Linked DNA regions of Mus musculus: regions 1, 2, 3, 4 and 5 are each linked to region 6. Evidence: chromatin contacts called from public ChIA-PET and HiChIP or PLAC-seq data. All regions are on one chromosome and are shown on one strand. Each heading gives the region's core, a stretch centred on a gene start, on an enhancer-like site or on the middle of the called end of the contact. The rest is flanking DNA. Distances are from core to core; before and after follow the strand shown.

What was found. HiChIP or PLAC-seq counts read pairs in DNA pulled down with a chosen protein or histone mark. ChIA-PET counts read pairs in DNA pulled down with a chosen protein or histone mark.
Region 1: a contact with region 6 is called in an H3K27ac HiChIP or PLAC-seq map of regulatory T cells, with 5 times the contacts expected there. The contact joins the enhancer-like site here to the promoter of 2010016I18Rik in region 6. A contact is called at or near these places in 1 of 39 promoter capture datasets (the C10 cell line), 3 of 115 datasets of contacts at active chromatin or transcription factors (bone marrow-derived macrophages, hepatocytes and regulatory T cells) and 2 of 9 other capture datasets (adipose tissue and macrophages).
Region 2: a contact with region 6 is called in an H3K4me3 HiChIP or PLAC-seq map of bone marrow-derived macrophages, with 5 times the contacts expected there. The contact joins the promoter of Kcna2 here to the promoter of 2010016I18Rik in region 6. A contact is called at or near these places in 4 of 39 promoter capture datasets (the C10 cell line, embryonic stem cells, pre-B cells and 1 more), 1 of 484 Hi-C or Micro-C datasets (bone marrow-derived macrophages), 6 of 115 datasets of contacts at active chromatin or transcription factors (T-cell acute lymphoblastic leukemia, acute myeloid leukemia, bone marrow-derived macrophages and 3 more) and 3 of 9 other capture datasets (adipose tissue, liver and macrophages).
Region 3: an SMC1A HiChIP or PLAC-seq map of large pre-B cells shows a contact between it and region 6, with 9 times the contacts expected there. The contact joins the promoter of Kcnc4 here to the promoter of 2010016I18Rik in region 6.
Region 4: an H3K4me3 HiChIP or PLAC-seq map of bone marrow-derived macrophages shows a contact between it and region 6, with 2.6 times the contacts expected there. The contact joins the enhancer-like site here to the promoter of 2010016I18Rik in region 6. A contact is called at or near these places in 6 of 39 promoter capture datasets (the C10 cell line, cranial neural crest, embryonic stem cells and 3 more), 1 of 484 Hi-C or Micro-C datasets (Th1 cells), 4 of 115 datasets of contacts at active chromatin or transcription factors (the 230-238 cell line, acute myeloid leukemia, bone marrow-derived macrophages and 1 more) and 2 of 9 other capture datasets (adipose tissue and macrophages).
Region 5: an RNA polymerase II ChIA-PET map of effector CD8 T cells shows a contact between it and region 6, with 32 read pairs. The contact joins the enhancer-like site here to the promoter of 2010016I18Rik in region 6. A contact is called at or near these places in 1 of 39 promoter capture datasets (liver) and 6 of 115 datasets of contacts at active chromatin or transcription factors (the 230-238 cell line, bone marrow-derived macrophages, effector CD8 T cells and 3 more).

Annotation. Positions count from the first base shown.
Region 1 is chr3:105,720,809-105,724,222 of GRCm38.p6, forward strand. It overlaps Inka2 (inka box actin regulator 2), which reads left to right. Exons shown (of 2, transcript NM_175398.4): 2 at 1-34. Among named protein-coding and RNA genes, the nearest start is that of Inka2, 18 kb to the left of the region's middle. Within about 2 kb of position 1,458, at least 47 of the 459 cell types and tissues checked have an H3K27ac peak or open chromatin away from gene starts, as enhancers often do. A contact at or near this core is called in bone marrow-derived macrophages and regulatory T cells, where this site is marked.
Region 2 is chr3:107,100,132-107,103,700 of GRCm38.p6, forward strand. It overlaps Kcna2 (potassium voltage-gated channel, shaker-related subfamily, member 2), which reads left to right and starts at 1,436. Exons shown (of 3, transcript NM_008417.5): 1 at 1,436-1,628; 2 at 3,053-3,380.
Region 3 is chr3:107,457,507-107,460,775 of GRCm38.p6, forward strand. Kcnc4 (potassium voltage gated channel, Shaw-related subfamily, member 4) reads right to left here and starts at 1,392. Exons shown (of 4, transcript NM_145922.3): 1 at 695-1,392. The coding sequence starts at 1,384.
Region 4 is chr3:107,060,521-107,064,346 of GRCm38.p6, forward strand. All of the region lies in intron 2 of Gm38712 (a long non-coding RNA gene), which reads right to left. Among named protein-coding and RNA genes, the nearest start is that of AI504432, 23 kb to the left of the region's middle. Within about 2 kb of position 1,886, at least 46 of the 459 cell types and tissues checked have an H3K27ac peak or open chromatin away from gene starts, as enhancers often do. A contact at or near this core is called in bone marrow-derived macrophages, where this site is marked.
Region 5 is chr3:105,761,743-105,765,494 of GRCm38.p6, forward strand. All of the region lies in intron 1 of Rap1a (RAS-related protein 1a), which reads right to left. Among named protein-coding and RNA genes, the nearest start is that of Rap1a, 38 kb to the right of the region's middle. Within about 2 kb of position 1,894, at least 80 of the 459 cell types and tissues checked have an H3K27ac peak or open chromatin away from gene starts, as enhancers often do. A contact at or near this core is called in the 230-238 cell line, bone marrow-derived macrophages, effector CD8 T cells and 4 more, where this site is marked.
Region 6 is chr3:106,483,900-106,487,498 of GRCm38.p6, forward strand. 2010016I18Rik (RIKEN cDNA 2010016I18 gene) reads right to left here and starts at 2,014. Exons shown (of 2, transcript NR_033207.1): 1 at 1,905-2,014. Dennd2d (DENN/MADD domain containing 2D) reads left to right here and starts at 2,141. Exons shown (of 12, transcript NM_028110.2): 1 at 2,141-2,421; 2 at 2,974-3,149. The coding sequence starts at 2,334.

The sequences.
Region 1 (3,414 bases), core at 208-2,707, 760 kb before region 6:
GACAAAGCTGAGAATAAACAGTGCTTTACTTTGAGCCCTGGTGGTCTGCTGAAAAGTACACAGCAACTCTCATTTTATCACAGGATTGTGGCAAGGACGTAAATGTAGTCTTGTCCACTGCAGTTATGGCTTACCTGGGATGTTAAATGTTGTCAAATGGGGAAGGATAGTCTGGGCCAGGCTAGGGAGGTACTTGGAGCTCCCACTGCCTCAGGACCTTCCCCTCCCCTAAGGATACACCCAAAGTCTTATGGACTCAATTGTCCCTGACAGCTTGGAGCCTCAATTGCAGGCCAGGGATGGAAATGAATGAGCCAAATTCTATGACCAGCTGTTTCACCTTCTTGGCCACAGCACTCCTTTTCTCTAGCTACCCTGGAGGGGGGCGGGGCTCCCTAAGATTAATCCTTTTCCCCATGAAGCCTGAACTTGACAAGACTCTCTGCCCTTCGGGTGACCCTTCCCTTCCACTCACCTCCTCCAAGCACACCCACGCAGCCATCACCAAGTCATCTTTGTCCCTGCAACGAAGTTCTCATTCTTACATTCCAGTCTCCCACTGGTGTCCTCTCTCCTCACCAGCCCTACGGTTCCCTGAAAGCATCCCTGTGCTGGTCAGAGGCCTCCAATCAGTGTGCCCCATAGCTCTCACAGGGGATCTTGACAATCTTAAGTTTTCCTTTTCTCTGCATCTCCTCAAGCAGGATCCCTGACTGGACTCTACCCTATGCAGGGACAACAGGAGTCAGTGTTCTGTACTTCTGTTCATTTTTTTAACTCCTTCCAACACTGTGTCTCCCCTCTTCTGGCCAGGCAGGGTAGTTTGGGCACCCATCTGGAATTGCTGCCAGTTCAAAGGGGGGAAGATGTCCTCATCCAAAGTTGGGGCTTTGTAAGGGTACCAGTTGTGTGTGGGATCTGTCTTGATTCTGTCTTCCTGTCTGTCCCAAGTGTCAGAGAGCTCAAGTAGACTCCCAACTGGCCTGACTGACCTTGTTTCTGGCATTTCACTCACTTTACCCACCAAAGTACCTCAAGCTGTTCCAAGTTTTGGGTCTGCCTGTGCTGTCCCAACAAGTTCAGTTCTGCTCTGACTGCCTTTTATTTCCCCAGCTTGAGAGCCCTCCCGTAGGTCTCATCTGTGCCTTGACTTAACCCCCAGTACTTACTTGGGTTGGTGAGTCACTTCTGCTTCTGCACATACTCTCACTTCTCCTCCAGACCTGTGACCACCTCCAAGCTAGTGAGTACTCAGTCTTTCTGCCTCCAGTACTGAGCACAGGGCTGCTGCCTGTGTGATCTCCACCTCCCAGGGAGCTCTGAGCTGAGCCCACCTTTAGTTTATCCTGTTTAGGAACAGCCAGTGGCCAAGCCTTTCTTAGTCGACCCCTGCCCCTGCATTTCACAACACCGAAGTCTAGTCCCCAGAAAAGAGGGGAGCCATGACCAGTTATTGTCAGAGCAGGAAACAGTATACAGGCCCCTCGTCAAGCTGTTGTACAGAACTGTCCCTGGTCCACTGCTTGGCTTTTAATTCTGGCTGGCTGTGGAATCGACCTCACCTTCTGTTGTCATTGGGCAGCTCAGGCCTTTCAGGTGATTAGCTACTTTTCTCTCAGTAGTTACTGAAGAAGTCCCCTTCTTGCCTAGCCTCTTTCCTCCACTCTTCCTGACCTGGATCACCTTCGTGGACACGCTTTTTTTTATATCAATATCTGGCCCCAGACCTTCCTACCCCAGGATGTTCCCTAAATTGTCATGCTCTGATGTTCCAGAACACCAAGCCTGCTAGATCCTCCTCCCCTTAGTGTGACTATTAAGGGAGGGGTGGGTGAGCAGTGTAGCGGGGAAGGAAATTGAGAGTTGGGTGGTGAGTGCCTTCTCTACCTCCAGTCCCACCTCTGGCTACACTCCAGGCATTGTCTCCCCACCAGGCCCTGCTTGCCAGAAAGGCAAAAGGTACACAGGCACTTGTCTGGAAGTTGAGGGAGAGGGGTGGTCATCAGAAACTTACACAGATGGAGTGTGTGTGTGCGTGTGTGTGTGTGCACGAGTGCTGGGATTGACTCACTGGGCTGGCTTACTTACACTAGACCCTCACTGCCACGGTGCCACCTTCTCCATAGGCCTGTTATCAAGTACTTTGGGGATAAAAAAGCAACAAAATTTCTTCCAAATGAAGAAAGAAAAGCATCAGAACCCCTGTGTACCAGCTCCCTGGCCACCTCAGACCATGTTCATGTTCAAGTCAGATCCACCACTGGTCCAAGGACCTTGGTCATCACCACAGAGCCTTAGGCTAAACTGAGTGAAGCGATTGTTCAGACTCTCTCTTGAGGTTGCAAGCATCAAATTAGTAAACTCTGATTCCAGAAACTGGTTAGTTTTTCAACACTGGTTTCAGGGGTCCAAAGAACTCCAGAGCTCTTGGTACAGGCCTTAGGACTCTGATGGGAGTATAGGATCAAATAGTGTCTTCACGATTCTTTTAGCTCTGCACAGTGCACAAGGGCCAGGCAGGCCCCACCTCCACGGCTCCAAGTCCTACTTTTCAAATTGGGAAGGCTGAATGGCTAGCACTCCCTTAACAGATGTCCCTTCAAACTATAGCCCATCCAGCTGGAGAGGAAGATCTCAGTGATGCTTAGGCAAGTTGGCCAGGAATTGCATTAATAGCTGTGGCCCGTGGATTTCCCACCCACAAGGAAGGGCATGGCAATGGGATGTTAATGAAGAAGCTAGTACCTACTTGACATGACTAAAAACTGATTCAGCGCAACCCTAGACAGCCAGAGGGGTTGCTGCCTCACCTGTAGTGTAAGGGCAGAGAGGGAGAGTTAGCAGTTACAGAGTGTCCTGCCTGTGCTAACCTGAGGAGGACAATCATGTCAGCTAACACAGAACTAAGGGCAAGAGCTTATTCTCCTTAATCTTCTCTGACATCTTTGAGAACCAAGATGTCAGGAGCAGATGTTCATAAAGAATAAATGCTGCATATATATGAGTGTTTTATCTTTATGTATATATATGTTCACCACATATGTGCAGTGCAGTGCCCATGAAACCAGAAAAGGGTCAGTACCCCAGGACCTAGAGTTAGATGGCTGTGAGCTGCCATTTTGGGTTCTGGGACTTCTTCGAGAGCAACAAGTGCTCTTATGTACTGAGCCATCCCCCCAGCCCACAACTGTGGTTTTGATGACATATTATTGATTCTATGTTGTACCTTTTGTAAAATTCTTCCCATGAATACCACACAGACTAATACTGATTTTCCCTGTCTACATTCAGCCTACCTAATTCTATTATCTACAGTATTCTTACTCGTGTTCACTCTCCTCCAGCCACGGTGACCTCGTCATAACCTTTCCCAATGTGAAGGAAGGCCTTTCTTTCTCCAATGCAGTTGCATGG
Region 2 (3,569 bases), core at 186-2,685, 620 kb after region 6:
GCAGACAGGGCACCAGAAACCATTGTTTTTTAGGTGATTGTTAGAGATAAACTCTTCATGCACAGTTTACCACTGACAGGTTGCTTCTTCTGCAGCAAATTTACTTATCCAATAACTTGACAGAAATTGAAGTTTGAATTTGGCAAGTGAAACACCCAGGCTAGACTCTGGATCCTGCATTGACAACCGATCTTCATAGCCAATCTTCCAGGAGCCAGAAGCCAAACGAGTCTGGTCTTACAAGACATTGATTTCCCTCTAAGCCCACCAAAGCCTTCTAGCTTTGTAGCTCTAGGTAGGGTCCAATCTTTCACCCACCTTATAGGCTCCCACTGGGAAATGGCCGAATCTCTTAGAACCTTCCCTTGCAGGGAAGCAGGCTTTCAGAGTTTCTGATACTTGCATAAAGAGAACTGTCTTAGCAGAAAGGGCCAGGGAAGAGTCTTTCACACACCAGAGCCCCTCTGAACATCAGAGCTCAGAAGTTCATTTCAATGAGTCCCTCTGTGGAGTATCCGTGTAGGCGGTTCTGACAGGGGGCCTGCAGAACTGTACTAGTGAAGGCTTGGAGCTTTTGCAAGGTTTGCAAGCCAATCTGGACCCCCTAAAACACTCCTATCCCCAACCTAAGCCAAGAACTTCCTATACAAATTATTTCCGAGGCAAAGGGCATATCCTGCTCTACCATGCACCCCCACGGTGAGATCGTGGGCCAGCTGGTGGTGTTAAGATCTGTGAAAGGGCTTTTGTAAGGAGCCTGCTCTCCCAAGGGCAACTGTGTGTCCCTCCGCCCTCTCTGTCCAGAGCCCTGGGGAAAGGAAGTCAGAAAGGCTAGAAGCCAGTCCTGCAGTTCTGTTGTTCTGCAGTTCCCCCCAACCCCCACCCCGTGGGGGGCAAAGACAGCAGTGAGTTTCTGCTACACTGAGGCCAGGCCCTCACCTGCTGTATTGTCCTGGGAAACCGAGTCTGTGCTGGGTAAGAGAGAGGTGGGGCTCAGGAGTACTGAAGGAAACGGGGATGCAGAAGCAGAAGGCAGGAGTGGGGGGACTGGGGTCTGCAGATTCTGTCTGGCAGCATCTTAATAATAGCAACACATCTCCCTCGGGGCTGGCTCGCGCTCGGGCCTGGGATGGTATTGATCAGTTCATCCTGCCTACTTCATTATGTTGGCAAGAACCTCTCAAGCGCTCCTCAACTTCTACCCTCTCCCCTGTCTCCCGACCCAGGCAGTACCCAGCTGAGCTCTGCGCGGAGTTTTGTTTGGTAAGCTAGGTTTTGTCAAAGAATGGGGTGTTTTCTTTGCGGTGGGGGTCCGGGACACAGGGATCTAACCCAGTGGCCAGCTTGGCGGCGGCGGCGAGCGACACACCTCGCTAGCTCTGCCCCAGCCGGCCCCTTTAATTCGAGTTCGCTGCGGGGCCAGGTGCGGCGCTGCGTGGCGCGGTGCGGCGCGGTGCGGCTGCGGGCGGCGGCCGGGCGCTCCGTACGCGCCGCCCGCGGGACTGCAGAGTCGGCTCCCGGCTGGCCGCCCGCACCCCGCCGCCACCACCGCCACCGCCCGCTGTCCGGGTTCTGCCTGTGCTGGCTGCCACCCAGGAACATGGAGGCTCTGGTACCCATCTGCAAGGGTAAATCAGTGTCCGGCATTCTGCTGCGCATGCTGCCATCCCTGACCGGCTGCAGCGCCCATAGGGGCTGCAGGGTACCACGGTAGTCTGGGTGGGCGAGGTGGTGCCGACCCTTGATGTCGGCCTGAAGGGCTGTGGATCCGCACCGGCTGCGTGGGACTTAAGGGGGAGACTTGTTCCTGCAGAAGAGTGCATGGAATGGGCTCGGGGACCCTGTGGTCTGTGCGTGACATAGGGCGGAGGGCGCAGATTGGAGCTGGCGGGTGATGGGAAGTGCAGCTGACTGCATAGCCACCGCTGGTAAATAGTGGGTGGGTAGGACCCGAGTCACTTGGGTCCTCCTGGTTGCATTTGCCTCTCGGCAACGGAGTAAAATGGGCTTCTCTGCAGTCTCTTGTTTTTTCCACTTGGCCGGGGTGGTGGGCTGCCGTGAAGCTCTCCAGCCTAAAAGGAAGCTAGATCTGGAGCAGCTGCCTGGCGACGCCTGCTCTGCACCCTCAGAGTTCGGGCTCCTGTGTTTCAGGTGGAGATGGAGTCTTGGTGGTCCCTCGGCTGGACCTCGCAGGCACCAGCTAGGCTGCCCTCCGGCCCGCAGCGGGAGCCCACCGCACTGCGCAGGAAGGGGTTAAGGTGGCACACTCTAGCGGTCCGGCGGCTGTGGGCTCCGGTCAGCCCAGCGGATTCCGGCGGGAGCGCGCCCGGCGGAATCCCGGCTGGAACCCCGGGCGATGGGAGAGGGCCCAGACCCCTCCCCGGCTCTGGGGCCAGCGGGATTGGGTCGGCGGGGGGCCAGCCCGGAAGCCAGCTTTCTCTAGGCTCCCCCTCTATGTGAAGCCAATCCGCCCCGCAGTCAGGCAGCTTGAGCGTTTGTTCTGTGCTTCCCTGCCGAGATGTGAGGGATTTTCTCTTGGGAAGAAATCGGTGGTCGAGTGCTTGCCCAGCTCAAATGCCACCCAACCCAGAGCAAGGCCTGAGGCCCAGGGATCCTGGAGGGAGAGTAAGTTCAAGCGACCCCTTCTATTAGGCATTCTACAGAGGCAATCTTGCTGCTTGTGGGACCTCTCTAGCTGGGAAGGAGTGTGTGTTGTGGAGGAAGGATTGCTTCTTTACCAGGACATGGCTAAGGTCAGAGAGGAAAACCCTCCCTCTTGGGAGATATGTCTTCTGACACCAAGAAAGCTGGGTCGCTTCTGTTGGCAACTGAGGTCTAGGGAGAAAGTGCTTCAAGCTGATGGGAAGGGAAAGCTTATGGTTATCCAGGAGAGGTTAGGAAAAGGCTCCTGTGGTGGATCTCATTCACAAGTGTCATGGAAAGTAGATGTGGGGGCTTGTCACTTGCCCTGAGGGGATCTGCCAGAGCCCTTAAAAGTCTTGGTCTCAGCTGCCTGGAAGCCTTGGTCCCACCTTGCTGCTGTGTTTTCCAGGCAACGTCACACCTCCGGAGGACAGCCAGGAGGACTCAGGCTTTTGCTGAGCTGTGCATCTTGCCTCCTTCCTTCCAAAGGCTTCAGACCCAAGCTCCACTCTCCTCCTCAAGTCGTGGTGCGCGCCCCTGGCCAAGCATCTCACTGTCCCTCGAGCCCCATCCAGTCCTAGAGCACACCTCCAGGACCTGCCCTCCTGCTCAGAATGACTCACCATTATTTCCAGCTCAAGTGAGAAGATGTGACGGGGACTGAGCTGCCTATTTGTGTATCTGTGCCATCAGATCTGCTCTTCGAAGAAGAGTACCTCAGGCTCCTGCCTGGCCAGGTAAATCAAACAATCACTTAGTAGCAGTCATATAGAGGCAATGGGGGTGGCATCAGTGACCAAGGCCCAGGTCCCAAACACCCTACCATGAATACCTCCTTTGGTGCAGGTATTGCCAAAACATTAGCACAGTGCCTGGCAGAGGGCTCCCTTCTCCACTCCTCCTGTGCAGCTATGTCCCCAGCATGT
Region 3 (3,269 bases), core at 142-2,641, 970 kb after region 6:
AAATCTGGTATCATCACCAGGAAGCTTGTGGCCGGCCACTGTCCTGGGATCCTAAAGTGGGAGGCTTTTCCTGTCTACTTCTCTCTCCTGTCAGCAGCAGCCAGGCTGTGACTGAGGTACAGAAAGCCTTGGGACATGGCCTGCTCCTAGGAGAAAATGCCCTCTCTCAGGAGAGGGGGCCTGTGTTCTGGGGAATCTCTGTCCTTTATGAGACAGGTATTCTAGAAACTATGCCCCCCCCCCCTTTTCTGAAATCCATAGGCGCCTGCATACAGAGCTGCTGGCAGGATAGAAACAGGTTAAGTGTCCTACATAATCCACGGTTCCTTCTCTTGATCCGGCCTCACCCCTGAAAAAGGCCAAGTTTAAGCTCTCCAGGACTTTGTGGTCCTGTGGAGGGCAATTGTGCTGATCAAAAAGGAGTGAGAAATGCTCAAGTTGAAGGCTTGCCACTCACTGAGGGGCATGTGCCAGAGCAGACAGCTCGGATCAGGTCCAAGTAGTAAGTTAAGTGTGTGCAATTTCCTGATGGAGCATGCAGGAGACCAAGGAGGGTGGGTGTTAGGAGGCAGGTAGTTATCGTCTGCCAGGTACGTCAGTCTCCTTCCAACCCCCTCCCCATCTGACCTACCAACACTAACACCAAGAAACCCTTGGGCACGGAGATGGGGAGATCCTGGCTTCTGCCACTCACCCTGGCCGCCCGGGATGAGTAGGGATCCTCGAAGAGCGCCCACATTCGGGGCTGCCAGCCACGGCACCCTCCGGACCCAGCACCAGGGCCAGAGCCTCCTTCATGGGGGCCCAGGCGCTGCAAGGCCAACTCCCGCTCATCGTCGCCAGCCTCGTCGCCTGGCCCTGCGCCACCCCCGCCCCCGTCCGGGCTCTCGAAGATGTCCAGTGCCTCCTCAGCATCGCGGTGCTGCCGGTAGGTCATCCAGCAGCAGGGTTCCACATCTGTTTCATCGATACCCCAGAAGGTGAGCTCTTCCTCAAAGAGAGGCCCACAGACGTCTGCGGGGCAATGCAGCTTGCCCGTACGGTAGTAGTTGAGCACATAGGCAAAAACACCCGGGTGCCGATCAAAGAAGAACTCACAGCCCCCGCCGCCGCCGCCGCCGCCGCTGCTGCCGCTGCTGCCTGCACCGCCGCCATCCGACTCTGGCCGACCCCCGCCGTCGGGATCCGCCAACCAGGCAAGGCGGGTGCCCGGTAGGGTGCGCAGGGTGCTGCGGTAGGTCTCATGTCGCGTGCCGCCCACGTTGATGATGATCTTCTCCGACGCCTCGCCCTTGGCCATCTCCTCCTTCAGACATGTTTTGGACGGAGGCTTGTTCCCCGACTTGCGCCCGCGGTAGGAGGAGACACACACCGAGCTGATCATAAGAAGCGCTGCGGGGCTCCGGCTTGGGGCGGCCGCTGCCCTCCAAACACCCTTCCCAAGGAGGCAGCGTCAGAACGGGGAGGGGGAGGAGACGACAAGGAGGAGGTGGAGGAGGAGGAGGAGGCAGGAGGTGGTAGCGGCCCCTTCTGCGGAGTGGCTCTGCCCCTGCCTCCCCCCCAACCCCCCCGGGGCGCGGAGCAGGAAGAGTTGGCTTTCTGTGGTGCACAGGTGGTTGGGATTTAGGCAGGCAGAACCTAGTGGAGGCAGGAGGTGAAGACCTGGGTCGAGGACTCAAACCAAAGGGTCCGGGGTCCCAGGAGGTAGGGGCAAGCACAAGGATGCTCTGGGCCGGGGACACGCCCCCCCGACCCCAGAAAGGCAGAGAAGCGCACAGTCCCAGAGCACTGCGAGGGTCCGCGGCGCGCGCGCTCACACTCACACGGGCCACCCTTTGGCTCCTAGAACGCGGCGAGCCCGAAGGCGGCAGGGTTTCTCCGGGCGGCGGCAGCGGCGGAGGCAGCAGCGTAACAGCAACAAGTCCTCGGAGCGGCTACCGGGGCCGGGCGGATGCTCCTACGGTAGCCAGAGCTCTGCGGGGCCGGGCAGTGTGCGGTCAACTCGAGGCGGCGGTGGCGGGCATGTGGCCCGTTCCCCCCATTCATAAATCCAGCGCGGAGCACCGATGGCGGGCGGGGTTGAGTCGAGCGAGACGGACCAGCGGGTGGGGGTTGCTCAGGACCAGGCGGCAGGAAAACAAGCGCGCCCGCAGCAGCGAGCCTGGGTCCTGCGTCCGTGGCCGGGAGCTGCGCCGGGCTGGATGCAGCGCTGCGGGGGCCGCGCCGGGACGAGGGGGGGTTCAGACGGGGCGTCCTGCGCGGCGCAGAGCCTGGAGGGCGGGGCTGCTCTGAAGAGCCAGGCACCGGGTGCTGGCGGAGTGTCCCGGGCGGTGGCCGAATGGCCAAGGACACCTGCAGGCTTCCTGGGCCGCGCCAAGAGGGAGCCTCAGCGCAGCGCCCCGGCGCCGGGTTCCTGAGATCTGGCGCCGCCGGGAGCCGCGCCATCTGCGCGTCTGCCCATCTCCGGGCGGGGCGCCGGCCTTGGCTCCCTGCTAGGGGCGGGCGCGAGGTGGTCTAGGGAAGGGAGCGCCTGGGCGCCAGAGGAATGGGGCTCAAAGGGCTCTGCGACTCCCTCCCGCGATGACAGAGGATGCGACGCTCCAAGTGGCGCCTTTTCCTCTCGGCCTCGCCTGACCAGGGCGCACCCTCCGCGGGGCGGGGTGGGCGCGGCGCTGCGAGGCGCAAGGCCGACCTGGGGCGTTGCGGAGCTCGGGCAGCAGAGCTCAGCCTTCATCCGCGCATCCCAGCCCAGCGGAGGCGCGTAACCCGCTAGCAGCCAGTGCCCAGCGTCGCGCGCCGCCCCTGCGCGCCTCCGCTTCCATCCCCTCTCGGCCCCACTCCCCGCCTCTCCGTAGCCCTCAGCTCCACCCACTGCAGCCCTTGGTGACACCTGAGCGCTCCCGACCCCTGACCTCTAACCTCTCTCTCTTCCTGTCTGTTTCTCTGCACCTCCTCACGCAGAGTCTAACCTGTGTATCCCTTACAGCTAAGCTGGTTGTATTGTTGCAGTTTCACTGTTTCATTGTGGCTGACTGGAAGCCAGGGTGGAATAGAATGGCAAGACTACATCAAGGAAGAGCCTCCTTCTCTCCTCCTCCAGAAACCTGGTCAGACCACCATGGCCCCATCCTGCGTCTTGGATGCTCTCGATCTTGATATTTATGATCTCTGACATATTCACCACAGCCTCCACCTTGGAGCCAGGACAGCACGGCCTTGGGCAGAGAAATGTTTCTGGGCTAGGTGGAGAGAAGTCCTAAACCTGCTGC
Region 4 (3,826 bases), core at 636-3,135, 580 kb after region 6:
AATATTCATGCATTTAATTTTGATTATCATGGAGCTTGGTAATACATGAAATCTGTTCACAATCCACCATGCCTGGCATGGTGCTACAGTCTAAAGTAATCTTTAGCTCCACATGGTGACACATGCTCTTAATACCAGCACTTGGGCAGTAGAGGCTGAAGAATCAGAGTTCAAGATCATCCTCAACTACAAAGAGAGTTCGAGACCAGCCTGAACTACAAAATCATGTCTCAAAAACAAATGAACAGAAAAGGAAAGGGGAGAGGAGAGGAGAGGAGAGGAGAGGAGAGGAGAGGAGAGGAGAGGAGAGGAGAGGAGAGGAGAGGAGAGGAGAGGAGAAGAGAAGAGAAGAGAAGAGAAGAGAAGAGAAGAGAAGAGAAGAGAAGAGAAGAGAAGAGAAGAGAAGAGAAGAGAAGAGAGAAGAGTCAATAGATTATAATTGTTAAGCAGTAAAAAAAGCTTCTTGAAAATATTTCAAACTATTGCCGTATTTTGAATTCTAACTCTAAATGTTTCTCTCTTGGAAATTTTCTCTCTTAATTTTAAAACATGAACATGGTTGAGGAAATTAATCTGTATTTTCAAGTCAGCCACTCTTACCTCGTGTAGTTGCTGGAGAAGAGGAACTTTATTATTCCAAGAACCTTTGGGTCCTCATTTTAAGCTTTCTGGCTTAGAATCAGGCTATCAGATTTCATCTCAAGTGTAATTTTATCCTCAATATTTAAACATTTCCAGTAGTTTCTAGACTTCATACTTTAATCTCCAATCCTTTGAAGTATTCTGCTCAGATAAGGGCTCTTGTGTTTAAACTATAAAGGATTCAGCCATTGATTTCTCTATAAATTCCAGTCAAAATGACTTTCAGTTAAAAATATACACACATTCTCTCATTCCTGTGAAATCTACTAGAAATTAGCCTACTTGAGGCTCCAAACACCAAACACAAAATGGAAAATTCTGGCAAGGATGTGAAGAAAAATGATACACAGTCAGTGAGAATATAAAATAAGATAGCCGTAATAGAGACCAGTACTGAGGCTCCTCCAAAAACTAAAACTAGATCTACCACATGACCCAGTTACTCCACCTCTAGGTGTCTATCCAAAGGAAATGAAATTAGCATATCAAAGAGATGCCACCTCCTGGTGTTTGTTGCTGTACTAGTCACAATAGCTAAGTTATGCAATCAGCCCAGTGCCCATCAGCAATTAAATAGACAAAATGTGCTAGCTGTGTGTACAGTAGAATGGGCAGCATTAGGGGGGCCTTAGCTGACATAAACCAGACATAAAGGGAAAGTACAGTGCATTCTTTCTCCTATGTGAAAGCTCTACAACACAGTCAACCCAGATGTGGACTAATGATAAATACAGGTTGGGAAGACTGAGGACAGAGTAGATAGAAGAAAACCGGATCAGGGCTTACTGTTACAAGTACTGAAAGTCTCTCACTTAACTCCACTGATGCATGCAATTAATACATACTACCAAAATAAAAGGTGACAGAATAAGACTTTAGTTGCTGGTAATTCTAGGTAAACTCCTCCACAAAACAGAAAATAAGGATGTTTCTATCTGCATGAATGAAGAATATAGATTCTTGGAAAGAAAAACTAACTCTGGGACTCGCAAATGGGTCTCGATACCCTATTCATCTCAAAGCTCTCAGGTCAATGAAACGGGAGTCAGAGAGGCAAGGAGTGGGATGTAATTAGTGTGACTGGTGCTGGGGACTTGTTCAATGACAAATTGTGAGGTGGCTACTTTAAAGGGCTCCCAGAAGCTCTGGAGAGGCAAAGCTCTTCTGTCCTAAGGATAGGTTGCGGTATTCTCAGATAAGTCTCTTCTTGTCTCTTCCTAGTAAGCGTCTGTCAGCTGAGAAGTCTTTCATCCGGAATCCAGTTATGTGGTTTCAGTTCAAACCTTTTTGGTGTCTCTAAGCTCCCTAGCACTACAGCAAACTTTGCATCTGGAAATGTGTCTTCATGCACAACCTATCACACTCTCCTATCCCCAGTCTGAATTGTCACTGGTTGAATGAACTGGCATTCTTCAAAAGCATTACTATCAGAGCAATTAATTACTCCTTAGCTGGCATCAACAGATCTCAAGTTTTGAGTCTTTTGAGACTGAACAGGTTTAAGAATCTGGAGGCAATGACAACTTTTACACACTAAGATAGAAAGCTTCCCTGTGCTAAAGGGAACAGATTACATGGCTAGTTATCTGAACTGAAATAATCATTCTAATAAAATGATCACACACAGATGTCTTACCTCACTTTTTGAGTCACAGTTAACCTAAAATCCAGAGAGGAAGTCTACTTTACGTTTTTTCTAGTTTAACATATTTCTTCACAATTTGCCCATCCCTCTAAGAGAAGCTTGCAACTACCAGGACTTTGAAGTCACATGACTCACAACTATGAGTCACAGGCTGATTCATCCTACCAATAGCTAACCCTCCCATCTTACAATCAGGCCTTTAATTCCACTGGTAATTCAGAAGCAAGCTTGCAGCTGTTGTGTATCACCATTATTGTTAGTTGTTAAAAGCATGTCAAGAGTATGGTCTGCTTCTGTTTTTCTTTTTAACAAAGCTTCTACTGAAATAAGAGCTTGTCAGAGATTTATAGTGGGAAAGCAATACTTTTAAGTGGAAGTTGAAATTCCCAGCTAATATTTTAATAATCGAGCCTTCATTTGGCTCAACATCACTTGTATTTTGATCCAAACATCATGTTTGTTAAATATTCTGACTAAATGAAACACGCCACCCCCAAAAGTCTTAGTAACAATCAGGAAAATAAAAGAGTAGTAAGTGTGTTAGATTCTGAGGGTTAAGGACAAAACAAAGTGAGTAGTGAGGAAAAGCCCTTTCATGATTCAGACACCTCTGAGCTTTGTGCCCCTCCCCCAGATGATTTTTTTATATGCGCTTGTGTGACTTCTGTCAAAACTTCAGGAAAAGAACGGGCTTCTATCTTTTATGCTCTCCTTCTCTCCTAGGTGTCTGAATGTGTCCGTGTTGGGTGATTCCAGCTTCATTTCAGACTGGGAAAGTGAATCCCCTCTCCTAACCCATGCCAGAGTTCCAAGAAGTCTTTGGAAAGAACTGGCCTCAAAAACCCCACAACTGGCCAAAAAGCAGAGAAGAGACTGGCCAATGCTGAGCCCTAAATGAAAGATCTCCCTCTTCTCCTGAGGCTCAGGGGTCACTGTGGAAGGAGTGGAAGGATGGTAAGAGCCAAGACAGTGATAACTACAAGAAAACTGTCTTCTAGACACAGCAGGGCAGTTGTATATATGAACTCACAGTGGCTGTGGCAGCATGCACAAGACATATGCAAGCACAAGCCAGGCCAAATCTCAGGATGGAGAGGGGGTAAGCACTTAATCCCATCTTTAGCCAATGAACTATTGTCAACTGATGACTCCGGGAGAGGAATAATCAGGTTTCCCTAAGAGTGTAGACTCTGAACTTCTGTGCTAATGTCCACTTATCAGTGAGCATGTGCCATGTGTGTTCTTTTCTGATTGCGTTACCTCACTCAGGATAATATTTTCTAGTTCCATCGATTTGCCTAAGAATTTCATGAATTCATTGTTTTTAATAATGTGTAACTATACCATATTTTCTGTATCCATTCCTCTATTGAGGAACATCTGGGTTCTTTCCAGCTTCTGGCTATTATAAATATGGCTGCTATGAACATAGTGGAGCATGTGTCCTTATTACATGTTGGAGCATCTTCTGGGTATATGCCCAGGAGAGGTATTGCTGGATCTTCTGGTACAACTATGTCCAATTTTCTGAGGAACAGC
Region 5 (3,752 bases), core at 644-3,143, 720 kb before region 6:
ATGAGTATAACAATTAATTAGGCAAGAGGCACTTTACACTCTAGGTTCTCTGATTATCTTTGACTGTGCATTTAGTGGTAGTGTTGAGAAAACATGTAGTACAAAAGTTGACCCCAACACGGTAGCAATTAGAAACAGAGCAGACTTGTATAAAAGCACAGGTAGGTTTCTAGGGGTAGCACAAGGTAGTGTGGGAAGAGCAACACTTCCCAGCCTCCTTGCCCCCCTGCCCCCAGTGAGTCGCAGCCACTGAGTATGTGTTCTCTTCTCCTTTGGAGATGACCTCACACCTGTTCTCTTTCCTATACACTCAAATGGAGAACAGCCACTCTTCCAGAACTCAGGTCATATTTCCTGTCAACACTTTATTACATATGGTTTATTTAACAATCTGAAACTATAATGTTGCCTTATACTCCAAAATAAAGGGTGAAAACAAAACCAAGTCTAGCTCTAATGTAAATGAAAGTTAAATAATAGAGATGCTTGATTTTGTGCTATATGTTAAGAAACATACAAAAGGACACAGGGCTTTCTAGGATGTGTATTAAAGATCTACATTACATCAGACATTCTATTTTCTCAAAATAGAATCAAAAGATTGTATAAAATTAGAAAGCTCATTCTGATGAGATAAAAATTAGGAGATAAAAATTGCTAATTAAGGATATTTATAAATATATTTCATTGAAGGTTTACTGCTCCAACCATTCTTTTTTAAATGGTCATCAACAACCTACCAAAAACTGACACCTAAATCACTGGAACCAACTGTCATCTGATTGCAGCAAACTCAGTCTTTTCCCTGTGGTGATTTTAATTAGAATGGCCAGTGTAGGCTCATATATTTGAATACAGGGTACCCAGTTGGTAAATCCAGTTTGAGAAGGATTAGGTGTAGCCCTGTTTGAGGCAAGTATGTTACAGGGTCAAAATTTGAGGCTTCCAAAACCTCTCATTATTCCTAGTGCACTCATTCTTTCTGTTTGAGATGTGAGCTCTCACTGCTGCACTAGCTAACGTGCCTGCTGCTTGCTACCACAGGGCTCTGTCATGGTGGACCCCAACCCTCCGAAACTGTAAGCCCAACCAATTAAACACTTTCTTTTATAAGTTGCTTTCGTCACAGTGTTTTATCACAGAAAACAAACAAACAAACAAACAAACAAAACCCCAAAAAGTAAGTAATATACCCCCTCCACTCTATTCTTTACAAAGTAGCTGGGATGATTTTCATAACATGACAAATCAGTCACTTTAGTAACTACTTCCTTATAACCCTCCAAGTGAGTAATATGATTTATTAGTGACCACCATTACCTTTAAATATAAAGATAGAAATGCTTAAGGCCTAAGAGGGAACATTATAATTTGAACTCTAAATCCCTCCCTAGATTTATCTTACAATGTGCCCCCTCTGTTCTCAACAGTCCAGCATAATTGGCTTTCATTCATTTTCTTCAGTGTACCATATTCTCCTCTGCCAGAGATTTCCTCTGCAGGTAAAATGCTTTAGTGAGGAGATGGGGCCTGGTTTGAATTCCCAGTAACACAAACAAACAAACAAACACTTCAGAGAATAATGACGCAGCAAAATGGGGAAAGGAGCTCATGGACGATGTGGTTTATGTTTTCAAAAGCAGTATTTGAGTGTGTGGGGGCCAGAGGAAATTAAAGAACAGAGGTGTGCAAAAGAGCAAGGTGGCAAAGCCTCCAGAAGACTGGCAACTTCCATAAGAAAAAGAGGGCCCTAAGACTGGCAAGCAATAGGGATTAATTACTAGAAGATCCTAAACGGAGCTAAATCCAGCCTTTCAGGCCATGGCAAAGACTTTGGCTGTTAGCTGGCATGAGACAGGAAGCCACTGGATGACTGAGCAGAGAGGCTGTCAAGCTTCCTCTAGCTATGAAATAGATAAAGGGCAAAGGCAGGAAGAAGAATGAAGACAACCGCAAGCACCCAAGACAGCATGGACCAAAGCAGCTGCAGTGGAGGTGGCAAGAATTAGTTTCCAAGTTGAAGATGAAGCCAAGCAGAGGATCTGGGAAGAGGGGGAGACTGCTAAAAAATAAACAAACAAGAAAAACATTAAACCACAAACTCAGAAAATGCAGAGGACACCAAGTAGAGTGAACATAAAAACATCTACTTGGGCAGATACTCAGACAGCAAGAAAATAAAACAAAGAGTAAAATGGCCAAAAGAGCCAGAGGGAGGAGGAGCTAAGATAAGAATTACATCAGAATTTTCTTCCAACCACAAAAAAGGATATAAAGCAAAATGTTTAAATCATTCAGACAAAATCTGCCGCAATATAATTGTGTATCTAGGTCAATTATCCTTCAAAATGAGGGAGAAAAGACTTCTACAAACAACAACTGAACAGATTTGTCATCAACAGGCCTACCTTGCAAGAACTGTGAGATTCTTTAGAAATGACAATGGTTTAAACCATAAACTTCACTTTTCCTTTTGCTGATCTAACAAATAACATTTGCTGGAAATGAATACACAACATACCAAAATGTATAAACAAGGAGAACAGAAACAAATCTCTCACATTTGCTTATAATAATAGTACTGTACTGACAGATGATAGCACCTGTCAGTAACTGACAGATCTAATAGGCAAAGCCAGTAAGGACAGGGTTGACCCACACTCAGAGAATATTCCACCAACAACAATAGAATATATATTGTTTTTCAGGGGATATAAAAATTTACCAACAGAGTAAATACTCTATACTATAAATACAAGTCTCAATAAATGTAAGGGAATTTAATCCATACAAAATGCCTTTTGTTTTCCACGAAATTGCTATGCTCTGCTGTGGTGAGCCTGCTCCTCTTCCCCATCACTTTTCATCCCTTTTCAATCCATTTCATGGTTTCCTGGCCTCATCTTTGAAACTGATTCCAGTGTGGAATAGTTAACATCCTCATTTCTAATAGATAGTGCTCTATGTAAGAAAGAAAAACTGTCAGAATCCAGTCTCAGTTCCTTTTACAGCTTGACTATATCAATGCTAAAAGTTTAACTTCTGAAGCTTGACTTAATAGTCCATAAACTGTATTAGAATAGATTGGGGAAGGAATGTATATTTAAATGTTTAGGCAGTATTTCTAAAATGATCAATACTTAAACTTGTTATCTTTTCCATAATATAAAAATGCCCCCATTGAATTGTGTCACTAAGACATGATAGTCACATGAGTAGTTTTCGTCTCTCCACATAAGCAGCACTAATAAAATTGTTCTTTAAGGCAGTGAAGCAATAGTTAATGGCTTACATCCTGTATCAATATTTTTAAATAAGTGAACTTTAAAAAAGTCAGTTTTCTGAATATATAACAAGTCTTTATGTTTGTTCTTTTATATAACTTTATTTACTTATTTTCTCAGTTCTAGACATTATGATCTTTAGTCTTTTAAGAAACTGTGTACTTAATATGTATAATATTAAGCTGCGTACTTAATATATATAATAAAAAAATTAACTGCATGGAGCAAAATATATCCTAACTGATAGAATCAAATTTAGAATCAGTAGCAAAGATATGAGAATCTCCAAATATTTGGAAACAATATATTTCTACTATTCCAAGTTTTAAAAAAGAAATTAAAGGAGAAGTTAGTATTTTGCTGTTATATGAGTATACGAGGCAGGGTCTTTTTATGTATCTCTGGCTGGAATGAAACTCACTATGTAGACTAGAAGCCATCTTTCAGCCTCAGTGCCTCCCAAGTGCT
Region 6 (3,599 bases), core at 764-3,263:
TTGTGGTGGAGGAACAGGAAGGCAGGCATTCTATATGTACCTGGTCACAACTTTAGCACCTGTCAGGTCATATGGGTGTGACTCTTTCATCTTTCTTACTGTCCTCTTGCTTCCTGGGGGATTTCCCCTTCTGGTTCACTGGCTCAGGCTGTTTTGTCTTAGAGATGTGTGTGTGTGTGTGTGTGTGTGTGTGTGTGTGTGTGTGTAAAACACTGGTAGGGAAGACTGTTACGGTGATTCTGGGTTGCTAGCAGTTCAGCAAAGAACACACAACAGCTTTTCAGATCAAGGTTCCCTAAAGTCCCCTCTCTTCCTTCAGGTGGTTGTGGGAGGGGCTTCCTGTTGGAGGAACAAGTATAACCAGACGCCTGACTTCCCTAGAGGAGTGGCTCCTCCCTCAATTAAAATTGAGGATAATAATCCATTCCAGGGCATCCGGGTCAAGTGAGGTGCCTTCTACTATAGAGGAGTTTGATGCATATTGATCCTTCTCGTGCTTTTCTGTGAGAACCCCTTTTGAAAGGGGGAGAAGGAGAAAACACTCTGTTGGATCTTGAGCCTCAGCCCAAAGGTCTTAGTTACTTTTCATTGGTCTGGGATTTCTGACATTGCTGGTCCCTTGTTTCTCCTGATAAAGCAGGAGGAAATGGAGTGAAAAGCCAGCCCCAAGGACTGAGGAAAAGACATTTCCTGAGCTTCTGGGATGACCAGGAAGATGACTCTGGCCCCCCAAGCCATTTGCTCGCCACCCATCCCACTCCACCCACTACCTCTTCCTACCGGGAGATGTTTACTGTGTAATACACCAGAAGGCCTGAGCCTGGATTTGGAACTTTTTATGACGTTCACTTTGTACAGATCCTGTTCATTTTCAATTGCCTCCGAGTGACTTAATGCCTCGGTTTTCCTTTCTGTACTAGGCATGCTCTTGCTCCGTAAGGCAACCAGTAAAGATTATGCAACATGTCTATACAGGCTACAAGTAAGACACAAGTACTTTCTGTGGTGTCTTGCTTCCCCGTTCTCAAGATCCCAACTCTCATCATCTGTACTATGATTGCTGCTTCCGCCACAAGTCAATGTTGGGTTTCTGAGTCCTGCATTTTACCAGTGCCACAGTTTCAGTGCTCTTAGGAGTAGGGTGACAGCCTTCCTTCTTACCATAGCAACACACTCCCTCCCAGAGGGCTGCTAATTCTTTGCAGGAGTGGCAGACACAGGCACCAGATCCTTTTACTTCTTCCCTCCCCATTAAGTTACTTCTGGGCAAAGTCTCCTTCCTCTTATCCTGTACATTTCCTTATTCAGGACTTTCTGTTTAATAACCCAGGGTATCAGCGACTACTTTTCTCCTCTTCCTCAATCTCTAGACATAGTACTGGGCCTGCTGTTTAGCTTGTCCTGGCCCAACCAGAGGAAAGGCTGAGCAGGGGTAGGGGAGGGGTGAAGATGCTCTGTACCCCTACAGCTGCTGATGCAACTAGGCTCCTACTCTAAGCTGGGGACGATTTCCCGAGTCATTGCTTCCTTTTAGTAAAGATGGTGAGAGAAAGGATTCTTCCGGAACCCTGGAATAGTGAGAGAGATTTATGCCTTAGATCAGGAAAGATTGCCAGGGAGGAGTGGGTGAAGTAATCACCTTCACAGCTATTCTGTATATCTGGGCCTCTCAGAGGTGGGCCTCTCCTGTTACAAGTTATTAGTACATTTAGAGAATGAGTGGGCAAGTCTACTTATCTGAATCAGGGCAATCTGGCATCTTGGCTGCAAGAAGTGTTCAGTCCTGGGTTCCTGAAGATCCTTGATGTTTTAGATTCGCCAGTTGGCCTGGTGGGACTTTGCAGCTCCCGACGATTGCTTGAAAAGGTGATCGTGAGCAGTGGAGGATGAGGGATGTAAAATACCTGTGCTGTGCCCCACGAGGCACTGGAGTCCATAGTCTGATCTTCACAGGCATCCCTCGCTGCCTGGGTTTGTAAATAAACTCACCACATGGTCTGCAAGCACTGGAATTGAAAGCCCTTGGCCCAGAAGCAGCTGTGCCTTGAGATGTTTGCTCATGACCTTTTCTGTTACCACACCCTGGGGCTCTTGGGAGGAGCCAAGAGCTGAGTTGTAGTGCCAGGATGCTGCTTCTGTCAGTGCCCACACTAAGCTGCCTCGTGGGTCCTTTCACATCCTTCTTGCTCAATTACGGAGTACACAGGATGGAAACTGCTCTCTGCCTTTGGGAGACAGCGTGTGGCTCAGCTCAATAAAGTTGTGATTGGAGACCAAGGCAGAAGGCACTTTCTCAGGCTTTCTGTGGCCAGCCTGAAGGAGAAAGAACATCCATGCCCCCAAAGCTCAGAATGATGGAAGGACAAGGGGTAGGCCGAACCCTCAGGCTGCTCCGAAATCGCTTGCCACGACTTCGAGCAGGTCAGAACTGGATTGCCTACTTCCTTTTTCGGATGATCTTTTTATGGGCTGATTCCTGCTGTAGTGATCCTCTTTTTCCTTTATATGCTCAAACCCACATGGCCCCCATGTGGTCAAGCCAGGAGGATTGCCTTATCAGTTTGCAGAGCTAGTCCCGTCTGTTGCAGAGGTCTTGCTATAATTACCAAAAAATGCCCTATGGGTCTACTCTGATTATTTAGTGCAAATTTACTCAGGGCTCACAAAATACCCAGAACTGTTGCATCAGGCAGACTATACAGTGTCAGGCATCAGGCCTCCAAGAACCTCCACAGCATGGCATGGCTCCTCGGTTCTACATCAGTGTTTTCTTTTCTTCCTGTGTCACTCCACAGTTTCAAGTTTCCCAGGGCAGGTATGGAAATTGCCCCCTTGGCTCTGATCCTGCCTGGTGGTGCCTGGTCAGGCTTGGCACTGTAGCCTTGAGGCATGGTTGTTGCCCAGATTCTCGCTCGCACTACAGAATGGAGGAGTGGAAAGAATACTCAAGAGACCCTTGCATCTCCATTTTAGGACAATCCCAGAACAATCCTGGGGAAGCTGTCACAGAGCCAGAAAGGATCCAGGAGCATTCTCCATCTAGCTTTGCTGGAGGCCAGCACTTCTTTGAATACCTTCTTGTTGTTTCTTTAAAGAAAAAGCGTTTAGGGGATGACTATGAGCCCACGATCACTTACCAGTTTCCCAAGGTAAGGATGGAGGGAGAAGTGGGGCCTGAGGATGGAGGTGGGAGGACGAAGGTGTGTTTAAAAGGTAATAGAGGAGTTCTATGTCTTACCACGCTGCCTGGGCTCTAGCCCTGAGCTCACTGCTCTAGTTTCCTTTGTAGCCCAGCCCTAGTTTTCTGTAATCACCCAGAGAATCTAGGTCTGACTGCTTTGTGAAGGACTGACTGAAACTCTGGAGCAGGGAAACAATGCTCTTGCCCCTGTGGGAAACCTTCAGTTCTTCCAAATTCCACCTCAGTCACCTTTTCCTACAGGAAAACTCAGCTTCTGCTGGAACTACTAAGAAGGGATGGCCTTCCTGGTTGTGTGGTAGAGAATCAAGCAGGCCCCCGACTCAAGCACAGCCTAAGATCAGTCTCCCAAAGTATTAGATCTCTTCTTGCCTGATCATGCACTGGGTGAGGCGTAATG